Linked DNA regions of Mus musculus: all the other regions are linked to region 1. Evidence: chromatin contacts called from public HiChIP or PLAC-seq data. All regions are on one chromosome and are shown on one strand. The core of a region is the stretch at or near the end of the contact, and the rest is flanking DNA. Distances in the headings are between cores, read along the strand shown.

Region 1 (7,559 bases), core at 1,342-3,841:
CCTCCAGTCTGCCTGCTGCACTGCTCTGCTTGGGATAATTTTGGAGGCTGAGGTCAGGGGGTTTGGAAGGAAGGAAGAGATGAAGGAGAGCCAAGGAGACCTCAGTGATCACCAAAGAGGGGACAGTGGCACCTGTCAGCCACTCTCATTTAACCAAAGACTCTGGAGGGGGAGAATCCAAACAACAGCCCCCCCCCAACATAAATACTTGCTATGTTAGCCTCAGTTTATTAACTGAAGACAGGAGGAGCCTAAGGGGGTCAAGGTCCACACCAATGCTAGTCCACCTAGAGGCTATTTCTTCCAGTCTTCATTCAGTTTCTGCAGAAAGCCCAAGAAAAGAACATTACCACCCCCCCCCGCCAGTTCTTTCAACCTCCACTCAAACCATGTGCCCATCCCCTGCTTTCTGCCCGAGAGGTTCCCACTGTCTAGCTTCCAGTTCCCTAAGATGGCAAGACTCTTCCAACCTGCTTGGATAAGGTCAGATGCTCTCCCCTCTTTGGGCTGAAGATACCCCCCCCCAGGTTCAAAGAGTTAATGTCCCTTGTCTAACCACCCTACCTCAAATGAGGAAAAGGAAGCCATGACTAGAGAAACACAAGCTCACAGCCTCTGAGAGGTAGATGACAATTACTATATGCAAATTGAGAATACCTGGACTACCCATCTAAAAATCCCAACATCTTTTCTCAGAGGTTAAAAGACTTTATTTTTATTTATTTATTTATACTTTATTTTATTTTACTAAAACATGTATATGTGTGCATACTACATGTGTGTCTGGTGCTCTTGAAACTGCATTTAAAATCAGTGGTGAGCTGCTGTATGGGTACTGGGAACTGAACCTGGGGTTTTCTGGAAAAAATGATCTTTACTGCTGAGTCATCTATTCAACCTCCACATTAAAAAAAAAAAAACATTTATTTATTTATTTATATTTTATTTTTAAAACATTTATTTGATTTTTATTTTTCTACATGTTTTCTTTTTTCATATAGAGAGACAGAGATGTGTGAGAGAGAGAGAGAGAGAGAGAGAGAGAGAGTCATGTAGTGGTCAGACAAGACAACAGCTTAGTCTCTTCTTCTACCGTGTGGGGGTCTGGAGATTAAATTCAAGCTGTCAGCTTGGTGGCAAGTACCTTTGCCCATTTACCAAAGGAGCTATGTCAATGACTTTATTTACATTTTATTTAAGGGGGTTCTGTGGGGATCAAAGAGCAACTGCAGGAGTCAAGGATCAAACTCAAGTTTGGCTGCAAGCACCTTTACCCAGTGAGCCACCTCCCTGGCCCAATAAATGTATCACTTCACTCAGCTCCTCCTCCTTTGGAGCCTCAGAATGGGGCATGGGGGGCGTCTCAGCTGAGTAAAAGGCACTGAGCCCTTGCTGGGGGGTCTTGCAGGAAAAAGGAATTGCCCCAGGGACACTGGCAGAATCAATACCCACACACACACACACACACACACACACACACACACACTCCCATCCCATCCTCTAAGCCATCCCTGGTTGAAAGCCACTAAGTGAGGGTGTGTGTGTGTGTGTGTGTGTGTGTGTGTGTGCCTGTCTGTCTGTCTGTCTGTCTGTCTGCATTTGACGGTGAACATATTGGTGAACTGTCGACATGTGTCACGGTGAACAAAGATGGATTTGGATTATGTGTGCTTTGGTGTAATTTGTGTGTTTGTTGGGTGATTCCACAAATCTGAGACAGATTTGGGGTCTGGGCATACGTGTTGCTGCGAGGTGTGTACATGTTGGAAAGAATCAGTGCTTTTATGTTTCAGAATGATAAGGCCCAGACTGTGACTGTGGTACCTGCGAGAGGAGGGGGTGGGGGGGGGGGGTGACGCATGATGTCGTCGGTGTTTACCAGTGGTCTCCTGTGTTTACAGGCGGGCTGCGTGGAGGGGCAGCATAGGCAGGAGGACTCTCAGTCTTTTCATAGCTGGCGCTTCCCCTGCTTGGAGCAGATCAGTGTTCCTGCTGCCCTGGTCTGTGACCTGTGCCCCAGGGACAGGCAGTAAGGTTTGCCTGTGCCGAAAGGTGTGTTTGGGTTGGGGGTCCGTGGGGCAAGTGCATCTGCACCTTCCCCAAACTCCACAATGGCAAGGCTCGTCGGAGGGCTTCGGCTTTTCGTGGTGGTTTTCGTGTGTGCATCTGTGATCATGTGCATCTTCCACATCTTCGTGGTGTGCGTTTGGGTCCTCCTGGGCTTCTGACCCGCGCCATGTGTGCGCGGGACTCCAGCCCTAAGTGTCTTACTGTGTCTGTGAGCGTTTTTGTATTCTGAGTGCGTGCAAGGGCTTTCGCCCGCCTGGCTTGGTTCCTGAGACTTGCGCTAAGCGGGCCTGTGTGAGCGCCGCCGCCTCCGCCTCCAGCCGCGTGCTGTCCTGTGTGCGGACCGCGTGCCCATCGTGCGCAGGTACCCGTCTAGCCAAAGAGTGCGGCCGCGTGCTCGAGCCGCTTCCGGGCGCCGCGGCGCTGGGGGGCGGCCCCGCCAGGGGGTGGGTCACCGGGACTGGCCGGCGCCTGCCCCGTGCGCGCGAGGCGTGGGCGTGGGCGGGGGCCGCGGGGGGGGGGACGACAGTACGAAAAGGCGGCGCGCGGGCCGCAGCGGCAGCTCCTCGGCAGCCGCACTTAGCAGCGTGCGCCCCGGTGCAACCCTGGCTTTCTTCCCGCTGGACGCCCGTGCCCCCTTCGTGGTCCGCAACCAGAAGCCCAGCGCAGCCCCCGGAGCAGCCCCTGCACCGCCTCCGCTCCCCGGACCGCGACCCAGGCCGCCCCGAGATGATCGCGACCGGAGCCCTCCTGCGCGTCCTCTTGCTCCTGCTGGCTTTCGGCCACAGCACCTATGGTGAGCCCCCCCTGGCGGTTTGGCTTGCGCCCCCTCTGGGGAAGCCTGCGATGCCCCGCCGACCACCCCACCGACCACCCCATTCTCCCTGTCCCATGCGCCCCAAGTCCCGCCCGTCCCGCCTAACCCTAAGCCCTGCACTGTGCCCGCCTCATCCGCCCTGCACCACTCTTGCTTGTTGAGCCCAATCCCGGGGTCCCAGGGTTTGTGGGAGGTGGAGGGTCCCAGCCCCTTCTAGCCCGGCAGAAGTGGCGTTCAAGAGGGGTGTCGTTGCTCGGATTGAGGAGGTATGAAAAAAAAAAAAAAGAGACTGCGTTGGGAGGTATCCTATTTAAGGAAAAAAAACGTTCTAAGGTGCAACTTTGGGGGTGTCTGTCACGGCTTATGTGCTTAGGAATAGGTCTTGGGGGCTTTGGGGGGGTGACTTTGCAGTCGTAGTCCCTAATTTCCAACAGGAGCACAGCTGGAGCCCCTCTTGCGTGGCGTGTTTCTCTAGGTGAGGGGCTGCGACACTTCTGTCTGCAGAGGCCATCTGTCTTTGGTAGGAGAGAGTTGGCCCCTTCCCGCAGCGACCCCAGCCCTCAATGCGCCAATAGTTGTGAGTGGGGGGTCGGAGGCTGTCTGGGAAGGCCGAAAACTGGTTGAGTAAATGCATACAGTAGGTGTCTATTAAAGTGTCAGACTCCCTTAAGAGCGTCGGAATCTCAGAGGCCCTGCAGAGCTATTGCGCAGTTCTTTTAATGTGACCAGTGTGGGGTAGGAGAAACGTGGGAGGTAGGATTTGGTTGCCTGGTTTAACTAGGGTTAATCTTGGGGTAAAATCTAGCCTTTCACCTGTGGGCTAGGCAGGTGGGCTTGTCTGGGCTTTCCCAGAGACCTCGAAATCTTCCCTTTAGCTCACTTTGCAAATGGGAGGCTAGACAGAATGACCAGGGGTCAAAGGCTACCTCTTCATTGTCCCTCATTCCTACTTTTAGGGGCCTAGGGGCTCTTATTTTCTTTGGGGAGAAAGGTGTCTGCTTTGCACTTGGAGAATCAGGGGTGTGCTGTGCTTAGCCCATGGCTAGGGGCAGGCACAATTGTTTTTCTGGGTAGGTATTCACAGATGAGAAATGCCTACTGTGTGCCAGGTTGGTAGGACCCAAGAGGGTCTTTGGACTCCCTGTTTAGGGTCCCCAGGCCATTTGAGAGAAAATGGACTCTGTAGTGTCCTTTAGGCCTTGTGGGGTGAATTGTGTACCTTTTTTCTCTTCCTCAGGGGCTGAATGCGACCCACCCTGTGACCCCCAGTATGGATTCTGCGAGGCTGACAATGTCTGCAGGTAATGGAGGAAACTGTTTGGGGGGCCATGGTGGGGTCTGTGGAGCCTTGGAGCCAGGCTGAAAGGGAGGGGGGTGCTTTGCCAAATAAAAACTGCGTCACAGCTTTCTTGCTTCTGCAGAAAACTGGTGGGGGGGGGGAGGGAGAGAAGGAGGGGTACAGGAGAGAGGGGGATCAGAAGAGTGTCTTGCAGGGGCGGGGAGGCCACTGTAGATCACTGTACCAACTGTGGTTCTTGTGGGGGTCTGGAAGACCCTTGTGTTTCTGCCCTTCAGCACCTTCTCTGAGTTTTCCATTCAGGTGGCTGCCGTTTGTCCCAGGAAGCCTCTGGCCTGGGACTCAACAAAGACCACCAAATGTTCTCCATACAGCAGAAGACAACTGGAGTCTCCTTTGTACCCCTGCTCCCCTCATGTGTCCCGCTCTCTCCCCTTTGTCCACACAGGTGCCATGTTGGCTGGGAGGGTCCCCTCTGTGACAAGTGTGTAACTGCCCCTGGCTGTGTCAATGGAGTCTGCAAGGAACCATGGCAGTGCATCTGCAAGGATGGCTGGGACGGGAAATTCTGCGAAATAGGTGGGCACTGACCTTAGCCTACCCCTCACCCCTTCTCCTTGTCCCCTCTCCCTCCCTTTCCCCCACCTTGAGCTATATTCCAGAACCCCTAAGGCTCTCTATGTGTAGTATGTGATCTATAGTGTATAAGCTCTTCCTGCTGGGCCTCAAATGTATTCACTATACTGTTTACTTCAGCACTGAAGGTTCTCGAACTTGAGGGGGGGGCAGTTGAGGTGGGGTCGAGGGGAAACTGCCTGTTGAATAAAGACTCACAAACAAAACAAAACAACAACAACCCACCATGCTTAGGGTGGCTGGACCATGGACTGGGGCTTCTTGCACAGGTTGCTGGAGTTGGGGTGTTGGGGGGCTCTGTGTGTGTGGTGGGGGAGGTGAGTCTCAGGGTTCAAACATCAAGGAAAGGGAGCCAACAGACAAATAGGGGAGGGGTGGGCTGAGGGGAGGATGGGATTGGGGAGGGGGATCACTCAAGTGTTGCAAGGGAGAGGCTGAGAAAGGGTTAAGGTGCAGATTGGTGTTATGTGTTGACGTCATTAATTTATATGATCATCGTAGATTGACAGCTGCATTGTTTCAGGGCCATTCTCATTTACTAAACCTTGTCCACCAAGTCCAGGCAAACTGAAGTCCTGGGGAATAAGGGTTTATGTGCCCCCCCACCCCCGCCAAGGTGATATCCCAGCAAGAAGGCAGAAGGCTAGTCTCCTCAACACTGGCAATGACAAATAGGGAAACCAAGGGTCCCCCAAATTGTCTATAGTCTCCCTCTCCCGAGTGGTGGTTTAGCAGGTGGAGGGAAGGCTTTGCTGCAGCTGACTCATGCTCAGGCCGTGGCTCTGCAGCCCCTGCAGCCCCTGCAGCAGCAGCAGCAGCTACTTGTTTGGGGGGTGCTAGGAAAAACCACTGACTAGGGTAGGACCCCTCCATTCTAAATATCTGAACCCCAAACAGCTTTCCAGACAGAATTCTTCCTCACAGATCCTTCCGCCTGCATAGCCCCTCTCCATCAGATTCATGGTTGTCTGGGTGGAAATGGCGGGGGTCAAGGGTTGTCCCAGGGGGGAAATAGCCCCTGGGTAATTGCTGGCTCTCTCCCTTACTGCCTGCATGGCCACAGCTGCAGTTCAAGCAAAGAATCCCCTTGGTCCTCTTCATACAGCAGCTGATTTACACACACACACACACGCACGCACACACACACACACACACACACATCTTTGGGGTGGGAGGCTTTAGGGGGGAATGAGCAGGCATAGTCTGGGGATGGTGGTCGCCAGATCTTTATCTTAAATTCAAGATCCCAATCGGCAAGAGTGCAGGGGCCAGGAAGCCCCAGCCAGCTGCAGAGGCTCTCTGCACTAACGTTTTTTTTTTTTTTTTTTTTGCTGGCGCTATCCCAGAAAGATAAACCCTCTTTATGTTTTCTTGCACCACACCGGGCTCCTGCAGGTTTTTCTGTTGATTGACACTTGTCTCCCCTCAGTCAGGGTGCAAGGTCCTTTGAAAAAGGAGAGAAAAATCATCATGTGTTGCCTTAGCACCAGGAAACCCTTCCTGGGGGCTGCCTTCACTAGCTGTCTCTCTGGCTAGCCCTGGCTTTCTACAGCTCAAAATTATAGAAAACCCCTAGAGACCAGCAAAAAGAGTTGTTTGTTTGTTTGTTTGTTTTCTTTGCTTTTATATGGAGGGAAACTGAGGCAGAGCAGGAAGGAGCTGAACTCTGCGGAGCAGCAGTCAGAGACCCCTTGCCCCCAGCCCCTTTGTTCAGCTCATCCTGGCTTGCTGAGCCTGAATAATGAAGTGGTCCTGACAGGGGGTATTAAAACACAGTGGAGATACAGCAGTGCTCATGGAAACCCGTATGGACAGGAGAGCGCTCAATAGTTCTAATTTTGCTGCCTTCAAAAGATGTAGCCTTTTTATCCCTGGACCCCCTTAGTTCAGAACCTGAGAACAGAAGGACCACGGGTTGGGGTCGGCAGTGCTGTGGTTAAATTAGACTTCTTGCTTCCCAATGGAGGACTTTGTTGGGAATGTGTGAAGGGCCGGTGGGGGCTTTGCTCTCCCCCTAAAGTGCCAGCCCTGACTGGCTCCCAGGCTTAGAGACCCTTCCCCTAAATATGAGAAGCAGATGTGACAGGGGAGACAGGCCTCAGGGCATTTTAGCTCCCTGTTTTGTGGACGAACAGAAGCTCCAGTAATAAAGGTTGTGTCGCCACACTACTAGGGTGCCAGGAGAGGGTCTAGCTGCTTCTCTGGCCTTGGCTTTCTCACCGATGGCCTTCCTAACCCTCAGCAGTAAAGATCTTTGCATAGAGTCACTGCACCCTCTCACTATAAACCCCACTTGGAAATCACTAGCTGAGCCACTTAGGGTTCCTGTCCCACTGGCTTCTGGAAAGGAAAGCTAAACACTGGGTTATTCCACCCCTCCCCCCATTTCCCAGACGTTCGGGCTTGCACCTCAACCCCCTGCGCCAACAATGGAACTTGCGTGGACCTGGAGAAAGGCCAGTACGAATGCTCCTGCACACCTGGGTTCTCTGGAAAGGACTGCCAGCACAAGGCTGGGCCCTGCGTGATCAATGGGTAAATATTCTGACCTCACTCTAGGAGTCTTGCCTCTCCCCCCACCCCCAGGACTCTTCCAGCCTAACCCAGAGGACCTGTAACCTGATGAAAGATGTGCTCCCCCAATCCGTGCCCCCACCAGCCCACTCTGACTGGGTGGGGGGAGGTGATATAGGAATGTGTCATTTCCATAATTTAAAAAAAAAAAAAAAGGTCCTGAAGGTG
Region 2 (7,559 bases), core at 2,581-5,080, 500 kb after region 1:
TTATGGGGCCTCCTGGCTGTGGATATTGGCTATGGCCACTGATATTGATCTTTGGTCTCCCTCAGCCCTGCCCAGCCTTCTTCAGCCTTCCTCAGCCCCACTCATTTCCCTTTAGCTCTGCCCTCATCCTTCAGTACTCCCTCTCCTCAGCCCCACCCACTTTCCCTTAGTCCTGCCCCTCATCCCTCAGTGCCCTCTCTGCTCAGCCCCACCCACTCTCTTCTGGCACTACCTTGCAGCGGCCATTGCCTTAGAACCTCCACCTCCAGCTAGTGTGTCTTCCTGGGAAGCACTCTTGAGTCCTGTAAAAGGTAGGCTAGGAGACCTAACATCCACTGAACCCCCTGGGGCACAGACACCTACAGAGAACTCTTACAGGTTCTGCCCACTGTCTGTTCTTGTTTCAGAGATTCACCACATGGGCCAGGAATCGAAGAGCTCCAGGTCTATCTCAGCCACCAGAAATCAGGATATCCCTGAAGCAAGCATACTTTATTAAAAAGATATATTTATTTTTATTTTATGCACGTTCATGTTACACTTGTATGTGTATTGCATGTGAGCCTGATGCCCGACAAGGCCAGAAGAAGTCGTCAGAGCTCCTGGAATTGGAGTTACAGGTGGTGGTGAGCCACCATGTGCGTGACAGGAATAAAGCACTGGGCTTCGGGAAGGGCAGCCAGTGCTCTTAACCCCTGAGCCATCTCTCAGCCCCCAAACCTGGTTTTCATTTGGGCATTTTGACCCCAGCTCACTAATGTCTGCCAAATCTTGCAGCTTTTCAGTTGCACAAGAACAACGTCTTATAAAACCTTTGTACAGCTTTTCTAAAACTTTAAAAGAAAAAAACAGAACAAAAAACTCTGGCCTCCTCGTTCCCTTCAGGCACAAATCCTAAAGGATGCAAAAAAGCAAGCCAAAAACAAACAAACAAACAACCAAACAACAAGAGAACCCCATAACAACAGCAACAGACTTCTTGGTTGAAAGTCAGGCCTTGGGTGGGGGGTGATCAATTTCAGGTGAGGCCAGGACTGCCCCAGAACCAGCTACAGGGATCTGGGCGTCAGAGGGGAAGCAGCTGAGACACATGGGAAAACCTACGCTATGGGATGCTGGAGATTGCACGCAGCCTAAGTGACCAAGACAAGACCCCAGAAAGTCCCCTCCTGCTCATTTGTCTGTCAGCAAGTCTTGATTGTGAATCACAAATTTTGTCCATCCTTCACTCTGGGATGGAAGGACTTGGTGATTTTTAGCCAGGCAGGCGGTGGACAGTTCCTTTCCTTAGCCCTCTGCACATTGGGTGGCTTTCCATCTGCCCCCTGTCACCCCACACCTCAGGATCTTTATTTGTAGACTTGTTCACAGAGCAGTTGTGCTGAGTTAAAATTCAGTTTTCAGAAAGGCTGCCTAGACGCCCGATGGGAGTGTCATTTATTAACATGTGAATGGCCCCTGTCGCTGGGAAATAAAAAGAAATTTGACCTTGCCAGTACAGCCTGGCCCCTTCTCCCCACCCCAAGGAAAGCCTTCCTTAACCGTCTGGGCCTAGCGCTTTTTATGATGCAGATTTGGAAGGGAGGACACAAAGAGAGGGTCGGCCGGGACAGAGGACACAAAGAGAGGTGGCCGGTTTGCAGGAGGAGGGGGGTAGCGAGGGTGGGAGGCGAGGGAGAAGTGGAGTGGGGTGGGGGACTGACAACACCTCTCTTGTGGCTGGGGCTCTGCTTTGGTGTGGAGAAAGAAATATGGAGGAAGGGCGGCAGGAACTGGGAACAAAGTCTGGGGTGTGCATCCACCTCTGTCACAAAGAATCCTGAGTGAGAGAGGGGTGGGGTTGGGGAGGCGGGGATCGAGGAGGGCTTCGTGCCTGTGCCGGGAGTTCACTGCAGGCTCTAAGCAGGAGGCCAGGTGTGTGTGTGAGCCTTGTTGGGCTCAGTCTGCCATTTCTCGGCCTGCCAGCAGGGCGGGTTCCAGCTCTTTCCTTGGTTCCTGGTTGCTCTGCCAGTCGGTTCAGGCCCGTGGGGTTCCCTGCCCCACACTCACTCTAAAACCTCCTCCCGGAGATCGCCCATGGTTCCTCGGGCACCGAGGCTGCTTGTGCGCACAGAATGATGGCTGGGGCAGGGACTATATTTGCTCCTTGGGAAGAAAAGCTAGACCTGCTGTGGGAAGGTTCCACACATAGTAAGCCAAGCATGGGGCTGAGTGCAGAGAAGGCCAAGGCCCCTTCCCAGGAGAAGCTGTCCAAGCGAAGACCTGCCAGCCGAGTCCACGGGGCAAGAATATATTGTCCACTGGCAAAGGAATACGTGGGAAGGGAGATGGTGCAAACATTTTCAGCATGTGCAAAGGCCCCGGGGCAAGAAAATGTGTATCCTGTAGCTAAAGACTCCAGTATGGCTGAGCTGTTGTGTATGGAGCCCCATGTAGAGGGAACGCTGGTTTTCTACTGTAGGATCTTGTTTGATGCTTGGCTTTTGACAGCTACTACAGGGAGCACTGAAGCCCAGAGGGCCTCTCGTTTCTTCCTCTGTCAAGGTGCGTGCGTTCGTGCGTGTACTCTGGGACACTGAGGCAGGATCCCTTCTTTGTCACAAGACCCCCTTTGCCCTTCACCCCCGACTTTGCCCCAGCGCTTGACCATGAAGCCGGGTGGCACAGCCGGCTGCCTGTGCCTGCTTGAGGACCTGTGGTTGCAGAAACAGCTGGAGGGAAATCAATTTGTTCTTTGCTACAGTCAGACATGAACCAATTAGAGCTGCCCCATGGGGCCTCTGTGCTCAGGGAGAGAGAACAAGCCCGGGCCTGTTAATCCCTGCTCCCACCTTCTACCAGCCAGCAAAGTGAAGGGTGCAGCTGGAGGAGGGCCAAGCCTGCTCCCTCCTCACCGCTCCCCTGGATCTGTGGTTGACCTTTGACCTTCCACTCCATGCCCAGCGTCTGGGTGATTTCAGAGGTGCCTTGGGGCTATGCAGAAGTGGTGGCCCGAAGAGCACCCACCTCAAACCCCCAACACCAGGACTGGCCTCCGTTCTCAGAGCATCCATCCAACCCACCAACTCCACCCATACTGGACAGAAGAGGTGCAGTGCACAATGTAACGGATTTCGTGTCTCTCTTTGTGCCACAGAGAGGCCCAGGGAGGGGCACACGCATCAAGCATGTTGAGGAGGCTCAGCCAGGAGCGTTCAGGGTTAAAAAAGACCTCCTCAGCAGGATGCATTTGGGGTTGGGGGCAGGAGCTGAGATGTCCCTCTTCGAGGCTCCCTCATGCCAGCCCTATCAATGTCTGTGAGAACTGGAGTGTGCCAGCTTCCTGCCTCCTTGTTGTCCAATGTCCAATGGGAACTTGTGAGAGTCCGCTGTCAAGACAGTTCTTCCTCTGGCCACTCACCATGGTTTTCTGCCCCTGCTAACCTCATCCCTACAAGCTGTATCTATGTCCCTAGCCAGCGCTAGCCCACCCTATGGCTCCAGGCTGTCGGAAGTCTCTGGATATGAGCCTCCCCTGTGAGGCCCCCTTGGGGGCTCTGAGCTTGTTTTCCAGGAAACAGCACGCGCAGGCCAGAGCAGTTCCTGCTGCTTCCTGGAACTGGCCTTCTAAGAACTGGATGGGGGGGGGGGACTTGGGGTGGGCAGCTACAGAGGGGCTCTCTGCTTCCTCCAGGTAGTGTGCAGGTATGTGTAGAGAGTGGCCTCTGCTGTCAGGCAGCAGGGGATACCCTCCCAGCTCTGCCACAGGCCCTTCTCAGCACACCCCTAGCCTGAGTTTTTGGGGTTGGGGGTGTGACCATGGGGTAGGGCATCTGTTACTGAGCTCAGCTGTCTCCTGTTGGAGCCACTTCATAAGCGCCTCCTGCTGGTCAAGTAAGCCCTTGGGCAGATCCCGGTACTGGGTTTCATCTCGGTTTAGAGGGAAGATGTCATGTACGTCATAAGTCACCTGTGTGTGAGGTACCAGGTGTGCTAGCTAACTGACACCCTGGTGTCAAAGGGGATTGTGAGCTCCGTGCAAAAGGTCGCCTGGTGCCTGCAGGAGAGAGCTGATGTGATGATGGCTTTGTGAGGGCAGGAAGGCACACAGCTGGGACAACAGAAGAAAGCCTGGGGCCTCTGGAGACCTGAGGCTGGAGGTCATCAGGGGTCCTGGAAGAGTCACTGTGGAGGTCAAAGTGGGAATCCGAGAGGCTGTGAAGGAAGATATCAGTGCACAGTGGGGATGCTCAAGCTTGGGCATTGTGCCTGAAGAAGGTTATAGGGGAAGGCCAAGCCTAGCCTGACCCAGAGAGGTGGTTGCAGGCAGACTGCAGCTCGAGCAGGGACAGGGCGTGGGATCTGAGGACCAGGGCTTTGGGGTGCACACAGCTGCTGCATGCCCTGCTGAGCAGCGGGGTCTTAGGCTGGATTCCAACTCCTCCCTGCTCTGGGGAGCAGCTGCAAACCTCAAAGTCCACAGCAAGGGTGGGGAGATGGCCTTGGCCCAGAACCTGTGCTCAGAACTCACAGCTTGGAGCACAGGGAAGGGGACCTGTCAGCGTGAGGCCTGACTTTCTAGTAATCTCTGTCAAAAGAGAAACGACAATAGAGTGAGGCCGTTCTAGGCGAAGCGCACAAAGACACCCAGGGACACACGTACTAGGGAGCACCACTGGGAGACGCAAGTGCACACATTACAGAGGTTGTGGGCGTGTAGGCACTTGGGCTGATCCTGGTACAAGATGCAACACACGTTCACCAGCATACATGTGCATGCGGAGATATGACAAGTCAATCACACTCAGACACATGACCCTAGCTGCTAGGAGACTATCCCTGGCCCTGACATCCCAGGGCCTAGGTGTGGAAGACAGGAGGACTCCTCACCCTCCACAGCCGCCTCCCGCTATAGGAGAAGCAAGAAGAAATAAGGACAGTCGCAGGCACTGAGAGAGACTTGCTTCCAAAAGAGGCTGTGAAATGGGTCTGAGGAGTGAGCACCCTCTGCGGTGCAGCCTGCCACAGCGCCAACTCTGTGGAAGAGGAGGAGTAGGAGTTGGAGAGCGGAATGAGCGTCAGCTGGGACCCACTTGCCTGCCTGCCTGCCTGCCTAGCTGGACCCAGATAAGGATGAGGCCTGTGGGGAACCTCACAGGCAAGAGGGCCTCTCCAGAGCACAGCCAATGTGCGAAGTTTGAGGGCCCTGAGTATCTCTTCAGGGTTGGCTCTGAGAAAGGTGATAACGATGTCGAGTTCAGGAAGGCGTTCTCCAGAGGCCACAGTGTGGGGAGACCAGAGCCTTGGACAGCCTCCATGAGCCTGTGGGTGGTAAGCATCTGTATGCCAGGCCTGGATACTCACTCACACAGGGCTTCCTGCCTCCTGCTCCCTGGACTTCTGGGCCTTCCCTGAAGTGGCAGTCCCCATCCTTTTCCAGCCTCCTTCCACCTTCTCCGCAGGGGTCCCGAGCACAGCCCCTCACCTCCACAGAGGTGGCTTGGCCAGGCCTTGGAATACTTCCCACCCCAGGGGCCTGCCATACATACTTCAGTTTCTCCCAGCTGCTGCAGACAGACCCAGTGGGCCCAGCCCGGCATCCATTCTGCCTGTTTTGTTTGTTCTATCAAAAAAAATAATTTAAATGAAAGTAAGAAAGAAAAACCCACGGGGAGATCCTTGTAAACAGAATTAAATCCCACTCAGGTTCCAGACCGTGAGTCATTGTTGGTTTGCCGGGAGGACTGTAGGCTCTCTCAAAGACGCCTAGGTCTCTGAGGACATGGCTGCAGACCCCTGAGGCCCAGGGTCCCTTCAGCCTCTTCTTCTGTCTTTTGCCCTTCCTGCCCCTGCCCTTTCTTTGCACTCTGGACCCCCAAGATGTACCACAGCTCAGCCCCTCGTCTTTGGGCTCAGTCTCTGTTAAAATAGCCTTTCCCTAACTGGATGGTCCACTTTTGTGATCCTCTTCTTCCTCCCTCTGGCAGTGAGGGGACCTTCTCTATAGAGCTGCTTACTTTCTTCAAGTATGCAGCTGACCCTCCAAGTCTACATAGTCCTTAACTTTAAAAAGTATTTATGTATATGTGTGCCTGCATGGCTTTTTGTTTTTTCTTTTCTTTTTATTTATTTTTTTTTTGTACTACACGTTGCAGGTGCCTATGGAGGCCAGAAGAGGGCGCTAGATTCCCTGGAACCGGAGTTGCAGGCAGTTGTGAGCCACCATATGGTGTTAAGAACTGAACCTGGGTCTTCTACAAGAACAAGTGTTTTGAAATGCTGAGCCATCTCCCCAGTGCCTACATTAAAAACAAAAACAAAATAAAACAAAACAAAAACTGGACCAACTAAGTAGAACATTTGTTTGTCTTTGTTCTTCCAGACAGGGTTTATCTGTGTAGCCCTGGCTGTCCTGGAACTCACTATGTAGACCAGGTTGGTCTCAAACTTAGAGATCCACTTGCCTCTGCCTCCCTAGGGCTAGGAATAAAGATGGGCACTGCTGCCACCACCACCTGGCTGCCATTTCTAAAAATGTTATATGTCAGCTGCCATTTAAAAAAAAAGATTTACTTAATGTATATGAGTACAACATCCCTGTCTTCAGACACACCAGAAGAGGGCATCAGACCCCATTACAGATAGTTGTGAGCCACCATGTGGTTGCTGGGAATTGAACTCAGGACCTCTGGAAGAGCAGTCAGTGCTCTTAACCTCTGAGCCATCTCTCCAGCCTGTCAGCTCCCATTTTTAAAAATTTCATACGTGCAGACTTTCTTCTTATCTTCCTGTTCTACGAGATGGGGTTTACTGACCATTCTGGCGCCATTCACACACTAGGCCTCAGTAGTTTAAATCTCAGTAGCCTAGAGCATTCAAGTAAGGGAAGGTATCTACAAAAGTCCATCACAAACACTAGCCATCTCCTGCCAGGATGGTGCTCTCAGGGGAACCCTCTAAAACTAATCCTTGATAGGTAACAAGAAAGGACCACACTTGGGTGGCTCTCCCATCCTATTTGGTATGCCTCTGCTCTAGACAATGAGCCCCAGACTGTCTAAGGCCTACTGCTGCCTGACCTGGGTCACCTGCCTCTACCTTCTTGGCATCACGTATGGCTACTCCTGCCTGGGCAGAGGTGTGGGTGTACAGATGAGGGAATACTCATACCCAGGAAGGGTTTGGCAGGGATAGGAGAATTCTGCTTGCGTGGGGGATATGTGCACATGAGCCTCTTCCCTAAGTGACAGTGGACTGTGTTACTTTAGATGCACCCCTGAAAATCTCTCCCAAAAGGCAGGGAGGAATTCCACGAGACCTGTCTGAAGGTCAGGGACTTGGGGTCCTTCTCATTAAACCCCAGTTCAATTAAGCCACATCGGCACCCAGCACTCTGGGCATCTGGCACCCAGCGCTGTTGTCATCTGTTGTCCAGGAGCCAAGAGTCGCAGCCTAACCTGCAAGGTCAGAGGCACAAGACCTGTGTTAACCCCAAAGCTTTGAGGAGAAAGATCACCAACCTAAGTCATCATGGCCAAATTCATTAAAGCAAGCTTTTAAATTCATGTGCACGGGCTGTC
Region 3 (7,559 bases), core at 2,401-4,900, 470 kb before region 1:
GGCACGAACTGTGTGGACTCCTAGGGAGCTGTGAGTTAGGGAGTGGTCTGGCAGAGTGTTTTTTGGAGCAGCAGGAGCTGGTGAGTCAAAAGCTACTGCCACTGGATCTCAAAGCCAGCACAGCCACCCCCAGAAATGTGACAGTCAGTTGTCCCTAGGTGTGGACATAGGGGAGACTCTTATTTGATTTTCTTTTTCTGTCTTTGAAAAATATATTTTGTTGGACTGTGCTTATTTCCCATGTAACCCGAGAAACAACCATACCATAGTAATACCTACCCCGCGTGCCACACACACGCTTTAGAGTTTGAGTTCTTTGTAAGGAGAGTGTATTTCTCTCAAAACAAGCAGCAGGGCCTATAGGCTGGCTCAGTGGGTAATGGTGCTTGCTGCACAAACCTAGCCACTGAGTTTGATCTCTGGAACCATTGGTGGGCTGAGAGAACTGTCTGTCAGAGTTGTCCTCTGACCTCTACACATTTCCTATGACATGCATATGTCCCCTTTCAATAACTTAAATAAAATGCAAACAAAACCCAAACCAAAAGGCAATCAAGAACATTGCCTGAGGCCGAAGCAATAGGCTGGGCCGTCCTCAGAGACCCCAGACAGCTGCAGTGGCAGTGGCAGTACTGGTCGGTGACACAGACACTCAACTCTACTGTGTTTTTCCCGTCATGTTCTTGTCAGATGTGTGGCTTTGGTTGGACACACAGACCGTGCTAATAATTGTAGCTAATACATGGAGTCATCTCAGAACAGTCTACAGGAGACTGGGCTCCTTAATCCTGTGAAGGCAGTTTGGGATCTCTAATTACTTGGTTGAAAAAAGGCAGACACTCAGGGCTGTGGCAGTGTTTGGGAATGAATCTTTAAAGCCTGACAGTGAACATTCAATTCAATTAGGAAGACCAATTGGCAAAGATTCCTCTCGCCTTCACCCTTGATAGCAAGCTGGGACTGACTGGTCCTCTTGGACTCTGCTCCTCTGCGTCATCAGACAGGTGTGTAGCTGTGCCTCCCAGGGGCTGTCATTACTGTGTACCACCTGTGTGTCTCCTTAGACCCAGGCCAATGCAGGACACCCCTACCCAAGAAGCATAGCACACTGTCTAAGCTTTCTTCTGCCTCGTTCCTTTCAGCCCTCCCGGGCTCCCTGCTCTCTCTGTCTGCTCCTCATTCCTCCCCGACTCCTTTCTCTTCCACTCTGTCCTTTTTTCTCTTCCCTCCTCACTAACTCAGCCTCTTATTGCACGTAACGAAAGGTCTAGAAGTAAGTCTGTGTTATATACACCCTAAGACATAAGGGCAGGGGTGCGCCTGACCTTCCCCTCTCACGACCTGCTTTCTTCACTCAGCGCTGACCTTCCGTGCCTTCCAGCTCACTTCTCCCAGAGCTGGCCATTCCCCCTTGCTGCTCAGGCCTGAGGCCGAAGGCAGTCCTGGCCTCTCTCTTCTCTTTACTGGTTTTACTCCAAGAGGTTCCTGTTGCTTCTGACTCCCATATAGACCTCTTCCTTCCTATTGCTGCCTCCAGCTTGAATTCCTACACAAGTCCCCACTCTGTCTCCCTGTCTCTTTTGCCGGTAGGGCAGGCAGTTAAGGGGGTCCTGTAGACTGGGGCTAGGAGACCTTGGACACTTCTTCAGGAGAGCCTGGACTCTCTACTGCCCATAATACGCTCTCTGGCCACATCCTGTCTTGCCATATCCTGCTCACCTCTCTGGCCAGCCTGGTCTTTTTGCAACTGTCTACTCAGGAAGGACCTAACATGGCCACCCTGTGGATCTTTGCTGTTGACCGTATACCCCCTTCCTAGGTGACCTTGAGACATCAGCCTCAGTACCTGGAGCTCTGTTCTGCTTGTGTAGGACCTGTCATTCTGGCTGTTTCCTGAGAGCCGAGGCTGGCCGGATGCTTGTTGAATAAATAAATGTGAGAGCTTCACAGGGCAAACCATTTGGATACTGTTGCTTCAGAGCCCCTCTGCTGCCCCTGCCTGCATGTACCCTCTCAGAGGAAATACTGGCCATCCAGAGAGGTGGCAGCCATCCTAAGCTCCCAGCACCCAGGAGGCAGAAGCAGGGGGATGTCTGTGATTTCAGGGCCAGCCTGGTCTACAGAGCTAGTTCTGGACAGACAGAGAAATCCTGTCTTGAAGAACCAAAACCAAAGCAAAACAAACCCAAACCCCCCCCCCCCAACCCAAAAAACTCAAAACCTACCACATAAGGTAAAATGTAACAAACTTTGCCCCGCAGCCAGGGGTCACTCAGCAGCCAGGGGTCACTCAGCAGTCAGGGGTCACTCAGCAGCCAGGGGTCACTCAGCAGCCAGGGATAACTCAGCAGCCAGGGATAACTCAGTAGCCAGGGATAACTCAGTAGCCAGGGATAACCCATGCTGCTGGGCAGCTGGCTTGCTGTTTCCCCCCTGTGGTTTCTCTAGAGTCCTCCTCTCTGGCCTGGCCTGGCCTGGCCTGCTCCGCCACAGCCGTCAGGAAGCCCTGGGTAAGAGGCAGAGCACTGTGCACAAGGTGGGCTGCAGTTTGTTTCTTCTCTCACCTGTCTTGTGAACAAGTGGGCTCCTTCCACCCTCTCTCCATGTGAAGAACGGCAAAGTTTCCTTGAGCCCCCCAGGACCAGAAGTTGGGGTTTATTCTCAGAAGCAAAATTGCTAGGTTGTACAGTAACCCTTGAGGTTCCTGGGAATCCCCAGGCTGCAGTCCATCATGGCTGCCCTAGCTTATCTTCCTGCCGGCAGTGGAGGGGGTTCTGACTTCTCTGCATCCATGCCAACACGTGCTATCTTTGTTTTTGTTTTTATACTAGCCAGCCTAATTAGTGTGATGCTCTAGTTCATGCTTCTTAGAAAACAACATCATACTTTGTAAATGCGGCTCGTCCTATGCACTCGGTGTCTGTCGGCCTCTTCCTGTCTAACCATGTGAACCCTGCAGAGTTACCCTGGCTCAGTTAATCTTCCCATCAACACCGTTCTCGTACATAGTTCTGAAGCAGCAGCCACGCTCTGTGCTCCGCTGCTCTGCCACTCTGCCCTCCACTGCCAGGCTGCTGGCTGCTCCTCCTTTGTTTTTTCTGTGTTTTTAAACAGAACCACTGCTGCTTCTTGGTTTTCATTCTTTTCATTTGGAGACCTAGCTCCTGACCCCTGCTATGGAAGAAAGGAACAGGTGGGGGGGGGGCTCCCCGCATTCTGTGATGGCTTCTCATGACCCTTTGTTTGCTTAATTAGACATTTACATAGTCACAGGAAACCTCTCAGAACTCTGGCTGCATTTTGAGAGCCTTCAGGGCTTGGCAGGCAGTTAGTTCACCTGCCGTGGGAGCTGCACTGGGAACAGGTTTGTGGAAGCGCGAGGGTGTGCTTGTTTGGGCTTTTCTCTTACTAAGGAAGCCTGGTTAGCTAGTGCCAGGGAATCTTGTTTCAGAACGCCAGAACCTGCACGCCCCAGCCAGCAGCCCTTCTGCTGCGTGTGCTAAGGAACTGACTCCAGCCTCACTCCTATCTGGGGTGGCTGTCTTCGTTTCCAGTTCATGGAAGGGGAGACTGAGGCCCAGTGATGTGGAGCCACTGGGTCTGTCACATGACTAGCAGTGTGTCCTCTCCACCCTGCAGTGTTGAGCAGGACCAGGCCTGCCAGCTGTGGCGCTGTAGCTCTGTGCCTGGGACTCGTAAGCCGCTTGCAGGAGTCAAGTGTGTACTGGACATCCTCCCAGGAGCCTCATCCCCGTGGAGAGCCAGGATGAGGGGGAGGGGAAGGTACCCCTTGCTTAAGAAGAGGTTACCACCGCCCCCCCCGCCCCCCCCAGCTCCTTGAGCTCTGAGGCTGGCCCCTTTCTGGGTCTCAGTCAACTATGGTCTGACTGGGTGCTCTCTCCATTCCAGGACAGGTAGCAGACTGTCGAAGGCAGGGGCAGGACTGTGTCGATGTGGTCAGCAGGTAGGAGCGGGTGTGAAGGCTGAGTGGAGACAGGAGATGCTGTTTCCTTAGCCCTGGAGAAAGGAGACCTGTGCTTTGCTGTGAGGAAGAGAGACTCTAGCTGCCAGTTAGATGTGAAATTGTGGGACCCCAACCTCCTGGGGTTCCTTCATCACGGTGACTGGTGCTGCCTGTCTTTGTTTCCCTTGCAGGTGTGGAATGCTGTGGACTCGGGACACTGCCTGCAGACCTACTCTGTGCACAGTGAGGCAGTAAGGGCTGCACGGTGGTCTCCCTGTGGCCGGCGCATCCTCAGTGGTGGCTTCGACTTTGCCCTGCACCTAACAGACCTTGAAACAGGTGTGTCCTAACGTCCTAACTGTCTCTGGTCAGCCAGCAGCCCCCTCACTGGGGAAGCCTCCTCAGCGGGTCCTGACTGCAGACTGTCTATGGTGACGGTGTGGCAGAGGCCTCAGGACATGCCTACGGGCATGCAGATCATTTGCCAGCAGCACCACAGCTGTCTACAAAGCATTGGAAGCAGTCCTCTGCCAGTCAGCAAAGGACAGAGCCAAGGTTGTCTCAGCACCAAGCTGTAGGGCCGGATAAAGTGGCAGCTTTTTAATCAACTTCTGCAGTGTAATTGGGACCAAAATATCACGGTGTCCTTTTGTTGGCATTAGTTTAGAATCCCTGTCAGCCCATGTGGGGGAACTGAGTCTTCAGAGGGGTTCTTCTCTGTGTAACCCTAACATGCAGCTGGGCGGGGCTGGGGTCATGTGGGCAGATCCTCAGGAAGCCTCCATCAGGTAGGGAAGGGAAGAGAAGCCAGCTAAAGCCGCCTACCCAGGCAAGCTCTATGCAGCAGTCCTGGCTTGGCCCATTCACTGACAGCAAGGGAGACAGCAAGGGGACCATTGGACACGGCGTCTAACCTACACTGCTGAGCTCAGAGCAAGCTTCCTGGGCTTTTCACATGGCCTTTAGAATTGTCATTATGGCTGTCAGCAGCAGTGGGTGCCATTTTCTAGGTGAGAAAAAGGTCTAATGCCTGACAAATTAGAAAGCCATGGCAGTCGGCAGGTAGATGACAAGTTGGGGACTGCAGTGGATCATGATCCTGTTTGTGTTACAGCTATGAGGACCTGGAACTGTAGCTGGTATCATGTGACATGTGGCTCAGTGGAGGGGAGATGAGGAGCTGTCCCATCAGGTGTCCCGTCAGATGGGGGACCAGGGAAGGCAGCATGCTGACAGGGCTCCAAGGGGCCCTTGTGTGAAGGGTAGCTAGAGAGAGGCATGGCCCCATTTCTGAGAGCTGACATGCAGTAGGGCGTGGTCAAAGGCACGCCATCTGCCTTGGCTGGGAACGGTGTCTGCGTGGGGGCTCATGTACTGAGGAGTTCTTTTCATTCCATACATTGTTACTTAGTATACACCCACTGTGTGTGAAACCGTGTGAAGGTATGCTGGATGTCTTTTGTCCCCAGAGAGGACACAGTTGATGGGTTGTTTGGAGCAAGCCCAGCCTCAGGGAAGACCTCTGGCCGCTAGGCGAGGCCTCTCCTGTGAGGATAGTTGCCAGTTTCTGTCACTATCCTGGCAAGCATGTGTCCTCGAGGGTGTGGCCTTCTTGGTGGTCTCTTTGTCTATTGCTTGAACAGAGCTGGCTCACATCTGTACAATTGGACAGCTGAGGCTGTTCCCTGCTGGGTCCTCCTATCCTGAATAATGAAGCTCCCAAGGGCTGGCACACCCGTCTCTGGCCCCGTGTCTCGCTAGGACCACTCTTAGCATGTGTGCAGCCCGTGGCCTTGGTCTGGTTCTCACTAGTCTTGTTCTTTCTCTTCCCCAGGTCTGATCTTCCATTTCCTTCCTCTGCCTCTCCCGCCCATGGTCATTTGGCTTTTTCATTTCAATCTAATTAGAGCGCCCTGCCAGGAGAAGGCAGCGTAGGGCACTCTCTCTGCAGTGCTCTGGGAATTAGTCACTCGGTGCCCATTGTCATTAATGGGAATTTGGTGCCAAGGCCATTTATCCTGGTGTCCTCAATCAATACAGTTAAAAATCTGTGGATTCTAAACTGTCAATACCCGGCCTGAAATATGGAGGGCCAGCACCATTTTATCTCGTTAATTTATAGTTCTGACGGGCTGTTGGCTTACAGAACAGCCATGAATCAACACTTAATCAAATCTGCTCACAGATTAATTATTTTTGGCGCTCCTGTTTCCGTCTGCAATCTCCCTAACGAACGTCTCTGCTACATTAGGCACAGGCGGCCTCAGGGAACACTGGCAGATACCACCCAGGCCCTGAGTGTCACTGGCTTTGTTCGTGACCTGTCCTGCATACCAATCAGCTAGTCATCTCCTCAGAGGCCCTCTGGAGCTTTCTCAGCTCTGAAGGCTCCTCTTGCAGATGTCAGCCCCTCAGAGTTGCTCTTCTTGGTGGTGGGTGGCAGCTCCTCTTCTCTATCTGGGGTCTGAGGTAGGTGTGCTGACCCCACAGTCTAGCCCTCTGAAGAACTCTAGGAAGTCTTGGCTAAGGCCATCCCCCCTTCTCTCTGGGATGCTTAGTGTCCTGACTGCCATTACAGATGGTTGTGAGCCACCATGTAGTTGCTGGGATTTGAACTCAGGACCTTCTGGAGAGCAGTCGGTGCTCTTAACCACTGAACCATCTCTCCAGCCCCCCTTGATGACTTTCTTGAGGTCATCCAACTGTTGGTGACAGCTGGATGTAGCTTGGGCTTATGGGGCTGGCAAAGGTATCTTGTCAACACATGGACTAGTGTGCCTTCCCACACCCCTCCCTGTCCTGGACAAACTAGCTTGGCCTAACTTTTGGCAGAGTGCTTGGCTGTCTCCAGGCAGTGTCTCAGCATCTACAGAAAACAGGCTCTGGGAGGATGGAGTGCCTGCAGGATCTTGACTGACCTCTCTGATTGAGTGGCAAGCTGAAGTATGCTTCTTGAGCTGTGGACAGCTATGTTCCAGCAGGAACAGGGCTAGCCCTGACAGTTTCAGAGCTCTTGGTATAGGAAGAGTGAAAAGTGTCCATATGAAGGCCGTGGCGAAGAGGCTTGGAGGAGAGACCATTCGAGAAGGCTCTGTCAGGCTAAGCCTCTGAAGTGCCACTAGCTCCCATGGGTGCTTGAAGCAAGTGGTGTGCCGCAGCCAGGGCCTCTGTAGGTCTTCAAGCTGTGTGGCACACTTGGGTTTCCCCAGCACACTTCAGGAAGACGTTTAGTGCCCCTGAAAACCACAAAGGAAACAGTGAGCGCTGGCTGTTGCAGCCCCCAAGGGGTAGGCTTGTTCTCAGACTGGCATTTGTGTCTGTTTGCCACTGAGGGCTTCTCCAGCAGGGTTCAAATTGATGATGGTCCCTGGCTACTGTCCTTCAGGTACACCTTTGCCCACCCCCACCTTTTTTAGCCATGTCACAAGACCCTTTCTTTAACCCCCTTCTGCATGTGTCTGCCATCTGTGACCCCTTCTCCTGGAAACTAAGCATCCTTTCACTGGCTCCCATCTAGGGAGGGCTTCTTCATCTTCATAAAGCAGTTCTTATCCATAGCTAGGACACTCATGCCAGCCCTCCTTATGAAGAAGAT
Region 4 (7,559 bases), core at 2,573-5,072, 370 kb before region 1:
AGGCCAAGCGAACTTATAAAGGGAAACGTTTTGGGGGTTTGTTTACAGTTTCAGAGGGTGAGGCCATGACCATCATGGCGGAGAGCATGGCAGGCATGGTGCTGGAGCAGTAGTTGAGAGCTTACTGAGAGAGAGAGAGAAAGAGAGAGAGAGAGAGAGAGAGAGAGAGAGAGAGAGAGAGAGAAGAGAGACGGGAGACAGAGAAAGACAGAGAGAAGGACAGAGACACACAGAGTCAGAGAGAGAGAGATAGATGGAGAAAGAGAGAGGGAGGAGGGAGAGACATAGAGAGACATACACAGTCAGAGACAGAGAGAGAGGGGGAAGGGGAGGAGGAGAGGGAGAGGGAGAGGGAGAAGGAGGGAAGAGTGAAAGAGAGAGTGAGCACCTGGCATGGACTTTTACAACCCCAAAGCTCACCCCCAGTGGCATACCTCCTTCAATAAGGCCACATCTCCTCATGCTTCCCAAACAGTTCCACTAACTGCAGACCAGTCATTCAAACAGACAAGCCTGTGCTATCCATCCTCACTCAGACCACCACATTGCCGGAGCCATTTCGTTAGCCCCAAGAAACAATTTTCTAATTTGTTGTGATTTTCCCTTGTGACTTGTGGGTTACTAAGAAGTGCTTGATTTAGCACTCAGATGTTTTGTGCTTTCCAGGTGTCTTAGTTTGGATTTTATTGCTGTGAGGAAACATGAGGACCAAAAGGCCTATTGGGGAGGGAAGGGTTCATTTGGCTTACACTTCCATATAGCTGCTCATCATTGAAGGAAGTCAGGACAGGAACTCAAACAGGGTGGGAACCTGGAGGCAGGAGCTGATGCAGAAGCCATGGGGGGGGGGATGCTGCTTACTGGCTTGCTCCCCAGGGCTTGCTCAGACTGCCCTCTTATAGAACCCAGGATCACCAGCTCAGGGCTGTCACCACTGTGATCGGAGAGCATGTTTTGAAGGGTGCAAGCCCTCTATAGTTTTACTGAGACTTTGATTACCCCAGCAGACTTTATTCTGACAAACGTGTTGTGTTCTCTTAGGAGAGATGCACCTTTGGCTGCCGTTGGGTAGCGTGTCCTGCAGGGGTTCTTTGCATGGATTGTATAACTTTATTCTGCTTTTGTAGGTTTTCAGCAATTTAATTACAGTGTGACTCCTCTCCCTAGCTCCTCATTCTCCCTTTCCACCTCCTTTCCTTTTTCTTTCTCTTTCTCCTCCTTATCTGATTCTTATTCTTATTTTTTGATACTGTCTCATTCTGTAGCCCAGACCTGCCTGCATGAAACTCATGGTGTTTGGACCACTGAAATTACAGGTGTGGGCCACCAAACATAACTCGCTCCCTCCCTCCCTCCCTCCCTTCCTTCCTTCCTTCCCTCCCTCCCTCTCCCTCTCCCTCTCTCTCCCTTCCTTCCCTCCTCCTCCCCCTCTCTCCCTTCCTTCCTTCCCTCCCCCTCCCCCTCTCTTCCTTCCTTCCTTCCTTCCTTCCCTCCCTCCCTTTCCCTCTTCCTTCCTTCCTTCCTTCCTTCCCTCCCCCTCTCTCTCTTCCTTCCTTCCTTCCTTCCTTCCTTCCTTCCTTCCTTCCTTCCTTCCTTCCTTTCCTTCTTTCTTCCTCTTTCTATACTGTATTCACTGGAGTTTGCAGATCTCTAGCTTTCTGATTTGGACAGTTTTGGACATCATCTTCCCCCACCCCTAACTGCTTTGTTTCTCCAGCTTCCTTCCCTCCCTCCCCCCCCGCACCCCCCCCCCCTGCCGAGAATCAGCTGCATGTGCATTAGACCCTCAATGTGTCTTATAGGACAACAAGTCTTTCTCCATTCTGGATCACTTTCTTCTCTCTTTGTGGACAGATTCATGGATATGCCCTCCTGTTTGCTCAGCGTTCCTTTCACTCTTCCCCGCCCCCCCTCCCCCCACCAAGACAGAGTCTCTCGGTGTAGCCCAGGCTGGCCTGGAACTCGATCTGTAGATCAGGCTGCCCTGAAACTCAGAGATCCACCTGCCTCTGTCTCCCAAGTGCTGGGGTTAAAGGCAGCGCCACCACTGCCCAGATCCTTTCATATGTTTAACCTGCAGTGAGTCCCAATTAGCCACTGCCGTCTTGTACACTTCTGAATTATTTTACATTTATTTATCGTGCATACACACATGTGTGTACATGTGCTCATGTGCATACCAGTACCAGCTCAAGTTTGGAAGGTCAGAGGACAGTTTATTCTCTCCTTCCACCATGAAGAATGTGGAATTTGAATTCGAGGTGTCTGGCTTGAATAAGAATGGCTCCTGCAGACTCACAGATTTATTTGAGTGCTTGGTCACCAGGGTGTGACCAAGGATTTGGAGGTGTGGCCTTACTGGGGCAGGTGTGGCCTTGTTGGGGGAAGAGTGTCTCTGGGGTTGGGCTTTGAGATTTCAAGGCCCAAAGGTTCTCTCTCTCTTCCTGCTGTAGGTGTAGATGCAGATGTAGGTGTAGGTGATTTAGATGTAGATGCCTGTACACCACGATGCTTCCCGCCATCATGATAATGGATTAAACTTCTGAAACTGTAAGCTAGCCCCAGTTAAGTGCTTTCTTTTATCAGAGATGGTTGCTGTGCTCAGTGTGTCTGCACAGCAATAGAACACTGACTGAGACACACCTTTACCCAGTGAGCCATCACTGCACAGGTGCCCAAACACCTTCTTTTGTTTTAACTTCCCTACAAGCTCCATTTGTACCCTTTAAATTCTGCTCATCTCCATTGTCACCTCTGTCTCCCCAGGATCTGCCTGTTCACTACCCACTGGCTCCTCCTGCCATCTGGTCACTTTCAAGACCTTTCCCATGGGCTTATGGTTCCTTTTCTGAGGGGCCATCACTTCCTCCTTCGCATGGTTGGTGACTTTGATTGGATGCCAGGAGCTGGAATTTGATCTTGTTAGGAGCTGGACTTTTTCCTATTCCAATTTAAATGTGTTTTGGCTTAAAACAAAACAAAACAAAACAAAACAAAACGAAACGAAACGAAACGAAACAAAACAAAACAAAACAAAACAAAACAAAAAAACTAAGTCCAAATTACTGCAAGACACCTGGAGCCTTTCCAGCCCACTTCTGTGCTTTATAAGCAGGTCCCATTCAGCTGCGAGCCCAGGGGGCTTATTTGACCCCTTGCTGAAGTCATGCTTTTCTGAGAATAGCTCTGTCTGGGTCTTATGAGAGCTTGGGTGGTACTGGCAACGTGTAGAATGTGGCATGGGGGGTGGTGCCAGGCAGGGTGTAACTGACTCCTGCCATCGCCATATGCCTGCCAACCACTGGTGTCTGCCCTTAAGAACCACAGCCCTAGTGATCTTAAATGACTGTTCACATGACATACTCCTGTATTAGTTACGTTTCTGTTGCTGTGACAAAAGGCTATCAATAAGAGAACTTACAAATGAAAGAGTTCATGTTGGCTTATGGCTCCAGAGGCTTAACGTCTGTAATGGTGGGGACTACATGGTGGCTGCAGAAGAAAGCTGAAGGATGCTCAAACACAACGCGCAGAAAGTAGGAGTAGGTGGCAGCCTTACACTCTTATAGCTCATCCCTAGTGATGTACTTCCTCCAACAAGGTCACACCCCCTCAGCTTTCCCAGATAGCACCACCAACTAGGGACCCAAGTGTTCCAGTGGTGGAGACTGCCAGGACATTTCTTATTTAAACTGCTAAACTCCCCTCACCTCTCATAAGAAGAACTTCAATTGCTCGGTGCATTGTCTTCTACAAGGCCACCAAGCTGACAGTGGCAGGTGCCTTGTTCATGCCAGCTGTGGTTCAATTCAGGGGATGCCAGGCCCTAGGCTGCCCAAGGGGCCCAGATAGGGATGTGAAATCATGTTAGCACTCACCAGAGACTGATGCAGCCAGTAACGCCCCTTCGTCTGAAGATACATTAGCATATGCAAATGACATCTTGGGAGCAAAGTCTGGGCCAAGTTTTGTCTGGGCCACACACTCCTGTGAAGAGCAGAGAAAGGAGCGTCAGAGTGGAGTGTAGACACCCAGAGCCTGAAACAACCCACACATGGTTGGTGTGGACCCTGGGCCTTCTCCGGGTGAGAGTGACTTTCAGGCCACACATGGCCACTCAGATGCTCTTTCTGTGCAGTGTGGAGACAGCTCGTCTCTTGTATTCATCTTCCAGAGTTGCAAAAGCTGATGGAAGTGAACTCCTGAGAAGTCCCGGGTACACATCGCTCCAGAAGGTCACTTTTTAATCCCTGAGCAGGAGTGGGTGGATGGCAGGAAGTGCTGGCTGCCTTTGCCCCACCCCAGGGCACACAGAGGACTTCAATATTATTAGGCATGTTTCTGGATTTTACATTTAGAAAGGGAGAGAGTGGAAACAATCAGGACAGAATGCCAGTCATTGTCCTTGCTTGGTGGCAGCACACAGCTGTGCTGGCTTTGTTCCTGTACCCTTCTGAAAAGGAAGACAGCGGGCGCTGGGCTGCCTGTTGGCAGAGCGCCGAGTGTCCCCGCTCTGATTTCAGGACGTGTCCCTGGCCTGCCCCGCAGTCCTATGAGACCTCATCCTTGCCATGGCAGCCCTTATGCTCCTCTTGGAGGCTGCCGTTCTCAGGCAGATGAGCAGATGGCCAATCTGTGGGTGCTCAGATGCCTGCAAGCATGTCTTTCACACCATGCCCAGGCCCTGTCATGTCCAGGCACTCCTGAGCAGGGCTGTGAGAGGCCTCTTGAACTAAGAGCTGGGAACTTGAAGGCCTGCCCACTCGGGCAGATATAACATGCCCTGGAAAAAAATGGGGATATTTCTTTAAAAATTTTTTTGTTTATTCTTTTATGAGTTTTACACTCGTATGTAATCTATTTTGACCATATGTACTTCCCACTGTCCTGTTTAGCCCCTCCCAGCTACCACTCCACATCCCTCTCCAAACTTCATGACTTCTATAGCCCTCTGCCTTCAAATAGTGCCCCCCTACATGTGCATGGCTATGAGGCCATGCACTGGAGTATGGGCAACCCACTAAGGCCACACCCTTAAAGTAAACAAACTCTATTTCCCACCTCAGGAGCTTCAGCTGTCAATTGCTCCAGCTTGGGGTTGGCTTATGAGCCTCTCTCCCATCTACTCCAGAATGTTGACTGGTTTGAACTTATGCAGGTCTTGTGCAGGCCGCCATAGCTGCTGTGAGTTCATGAGTATACTATTCCAGAGGACACTGCTGATCTCTGGCCCTCCCTGACCTCAGGCTCTCACTCTCAACCTTCTCACTCTCTCTTCCCTCCCAGCGTTAGGGAGAGGGGTATGGCACAGATGTCCCACTTAGAGCTGAGCACTCCACACTCTCTAATTGTCTTCACCGTGACCACTCGTGAGGCCCTGTATTAATCACCATCTACTGCAAGCAGAAGCTTCCCTGATGGATGCTGTGAACAGGAATATCTTATGGGCAAAAAGATAATTATTTAGCAGGCAGTTTAATTTTATGTCCATTTATCAAAACAGTAAGAGTATGTTCTATGGCATCCCAAGACATGGATTCATGGCCAGTTTACGGTACCAGGTATGAGTTTCATTCTGTGGCCCTTTAAATCCGTCTAGGTGGTCATTATTGTAGCTCAATGGGTTCACAGCTGGGTGAGACTATGTCTCGCTTTCCTCCCCAGCAGCCTGCAAAGCTCTTCACGGCACTGGAAGAGCTAGCCGGATCAGGACTAACTTGGTTTCTTTGTGTCTTGTGGCCCAAGTATGTGGTGTTGACAACATTGAGTTCTTACTCTCAAGTGCTTGTGGCCAACTGCTTTGTTGTAACAAAATAATCAAAAGCAGTTTAGGGGAGGGAAGGCTTTACTCCAGCTTGCAGTTTACGGTTTTACAGTCCAGAACTGAGTGAGGGAAAGCCTCGGCGAGAACTCCAACAGGAGAACGGAGGCAGGCCTGCCTGCTACCGCACATGGTACCATCTCTGACCAAGAAACTCACTTTACGACCAAAGGGCCACATCAGGACCCATGGAGAAGGACGCTCGCTGGATGGCAGGCAGGCTTTATGCTCAGCTAGCTTTCTTACAGAGTCCAGGATCATGTGCCTGGGAATGGTGCTGCCCTGGAGGATCGACAGAATCTTCAATAAGCGATGCCGGGGAAACTGGCTAGCTACGTGCAGAAGAGTGGAACTAGATCCTTACCCCTCGCCCTGCATGAGCCTCAAATCCAAATGCATCAAGGACCCCAAGGTAAGACCCGGCTCTCTGAATCCGCTAGAAGACAAAGTAGAGGTACTGCTCCACTCACAGGCACAGGTACGGGCATCCCGAACAGGATGCCAGCAGCTCAGGGAATAGATCAACAAGGGACAAGTAGGATTCATGGCACTAAAAAGCCTCTGTACAGCAAGAGAAACATTGATGGAGTAAGGAGGCAGCCCACAGACATCCAGCAGAACGCACAAAGAACTAAGAAAAACAAACAAACAAACAAACAAACAAACAAACTCTACACAGCACGAAGGCAAGCAAACCCAATTAAAAATGAGCCACGGAACTGCACAGAGCATTCTCAGAAGAGGAAATACAAATGGCTACGAAATAAGTGTTACAAGTGAAAACGGCTTTGGTTTCTCATCCTGACACAGTCAGAATGGCTGAGATCAGGAAAACAAACGACAGACAGCAAATGAGGAATGGGTGTGGGGACGAGAGAAAGAACCCCCATTCACTGCTGGTGGGGGTGCAAACTGGTGTAGCTGCTATGGAAATCGGTGTGGAGGTTTCCCAGAAATCTAGAAATAAAACTACTGTATGACTCAGCTGCACCAGCCCTGGACATTTAGTCAAAGAATTTTATATCCTACCACAGAGACACCTATACATCCATATTCCTTGTTACTCTGTTCACAGCAATCAGAAAATGGAAACACAGGAACGTCCATCAACATAGGAGTGGATAATGGATACGCGCAATGAGATTTTTATTCCGCTATAAAGAGAAAGTAAATATATTGAGGGTGAAAATGGTCAGCATGGTTACCCAGAGAGAAGCCTGAATGCCACAGTATTGATCTGCCAGGTTAAGATTCGCCCACTAGAGCAACAGTGGTACGGAAGTTATATGGGTAACCAGTCACTCCATGATTGGGTTTAGCATCTGCTCCACAGAAGGAAATTCATGCTGGGACTATAAACCCAGTAAAAAGACCACAATGGCCCAGAAAAGCATCTCTCTACACTGGTCAGCAGTAAAATCAAACATACCGCTGGTTAATGTGCTGAGAACAAGTGCCTACTGAGTACTCAGCTCAAAATGGGGCGCCGTATCACACACACACACACACACACCTGCCAACAGGCTCTGGTAATAGTGTGGAGGAGGGGCCATAGGCATGGAAGGTACCAGGATAAGGAGAGGGCTATAACATGGATATAACATGGCCGTCTCTCTCATGAGCTTACTGCAGTTGTGGTCACTTGCCCAAGACCTACACAAGATCAAGGCAACATTCTAACAGGTGGCTCTGACTGGACTCTCGGGGGTGGGGATGAGAATGAGGGGGACAGTGGGAC

What was found. HiChIP or PLAC-seq counts read pairs in DNA pulled down with a chosen protein or histone mark.
Region 2: an H3K27ac HiChIP or PLAC-seq map of embryonic stem cells shows a contact between it and region 1, with 3 times the contacts expected there. The contact joins the enhancer-like site here to the promoter of Dlk1 in region 1. A contact is called at or near these places in 7 of 39 promoter capture datasets (the 3T3-L1 cell line, 3T3-L1-derived adipocytes, cranial neural crest and 2 more), 1 of 15 datasets of contacts at CTCF or cohesin (large pre-B cells), 27 of 484 Hi-C or Micro-C datasets (cerebral cortex, embryonic fibroblasts, embryonic somatosensory cortex and 10 more), 22 of 115 datasets of contacts at active chromatin or transcription factors (the NIH/3T3 cell line, differentiating embryonic stem cells, embryonic basal ganglia and 12 more) and 2 of 9 other capture datasets (embryonic stem cells and liver).
Region 3: a contact with region 1 is called in an H3K4me3 HiChIP or PLAC-seq map of embryonic midbrain, with 3 times the contacts expected there. The contact joins the enhancer-like site here to the promoter of Dlk1 in region 1. A contact is called at or near these places in 2 of 39 promoter capture datasets (hippocampal neurons and pre-B cells), 5 of 115 datasets of contacts at active chromatin or transcription factors (embryonic forebrain, embryonic midbrain, forebrain and 2 more) and 1 of 9 other capture datasets (adipose tissue).
Region 4: an H3K4me3 HiChIP or PLAC-seq map of forebrain shows a contact between it and region 1, with 2.9 times the contacts expected there. The contact joins the enhancer-like site here to the promoter of Dlk1 in region 1. A contact is called at or near these places in 5 of 39 promoter capture datasets (embryonic stem cells, hippocampal neurons, liver and 1 more), 1 of 15 datasets of contacts at CTCF or cohesin (large pre-B cells), 3 of 484 Hi-C or Micro-C datasets (the C10 cell line, large pre-B cells and pre-B cells) and 3 of 115 datasets of contacts at active chromatin or transcription factors (embryonic forebrain, forebrain and large pre-B cells).

What each region holds. Positions count from the first base shown.
Region 1 is chr12:109,450,864-109,458,422 of GRCm38.p6, forward strand. It overlaps Dlk1 (delta like non-canonical Notch ligand 1), which reads left to right and starts at 2,592. Exons shown (of 5, transcript NM_010052.5): 1 at 2,592-2,863; 2 at 4,122-4,185; 3 at 4,630-4,760; 4 at 7,211-7,352. The coding sequence starts at 2,797.
Region 2 is chr12:109,946,956-109,954,514 of GRCm38.p6, forward strand. It overlaps Gm34554 (a long non-coding RNA gene), which reads left to right. Exons shown (of 3, transcript XR_381936.1): 3 at 408-523. Among named protein-coding and RNA genes, the nearest start is that of Gm34554, 29 kb to the left of the region's middle. RefSeq lists an enhancer at 1-3,339. Within about 2 kb of position 3,831, at least 38 of the 459 cell types and tissues checked have an H3K27ac peak or open chromatin away from gene starts, as enhancers often do. A contact at or near this core is called in differentiating embryonic stem cells, embryonic stem cells, epiblast stem cells and 2 more, where this site is marked.
Region 3 is chr12:108,976,536-108,984,094 of GRCm38.p6, forward strand. It overlaps Wdr25 (WD repeat domain 25), which reads left to right. Exons shown (of 7, transcript NM_177602.3): 3 at 4,156-4,303. Among named protein-coding and RNA genes, the nearest start is that of Gm52002, 65 kb to the right of the region's middle. Within about 2 kb of position 3,651, at least 17 of the 459 cell types and tissues checked have an H3K27ac peak or open chromatin away from gene starts, as enhancers often do.
Region 4 is chr12:109,081,334-109,088,892 of GRCm38.p6, forward strand. No RefSeq gene overlaps it. Among named protein-coding and RNA genes, the nearest start is that of Begain, 17 kb to the left of the region's middle. Within about 2 kb of position 3,823, at least 47 of the 459 cell types and tissues checked have an H3K27ac peak or open chromatin away from gene starts, as enhancers often do. A contact at or near this core is called in forebrain, where this site is marked.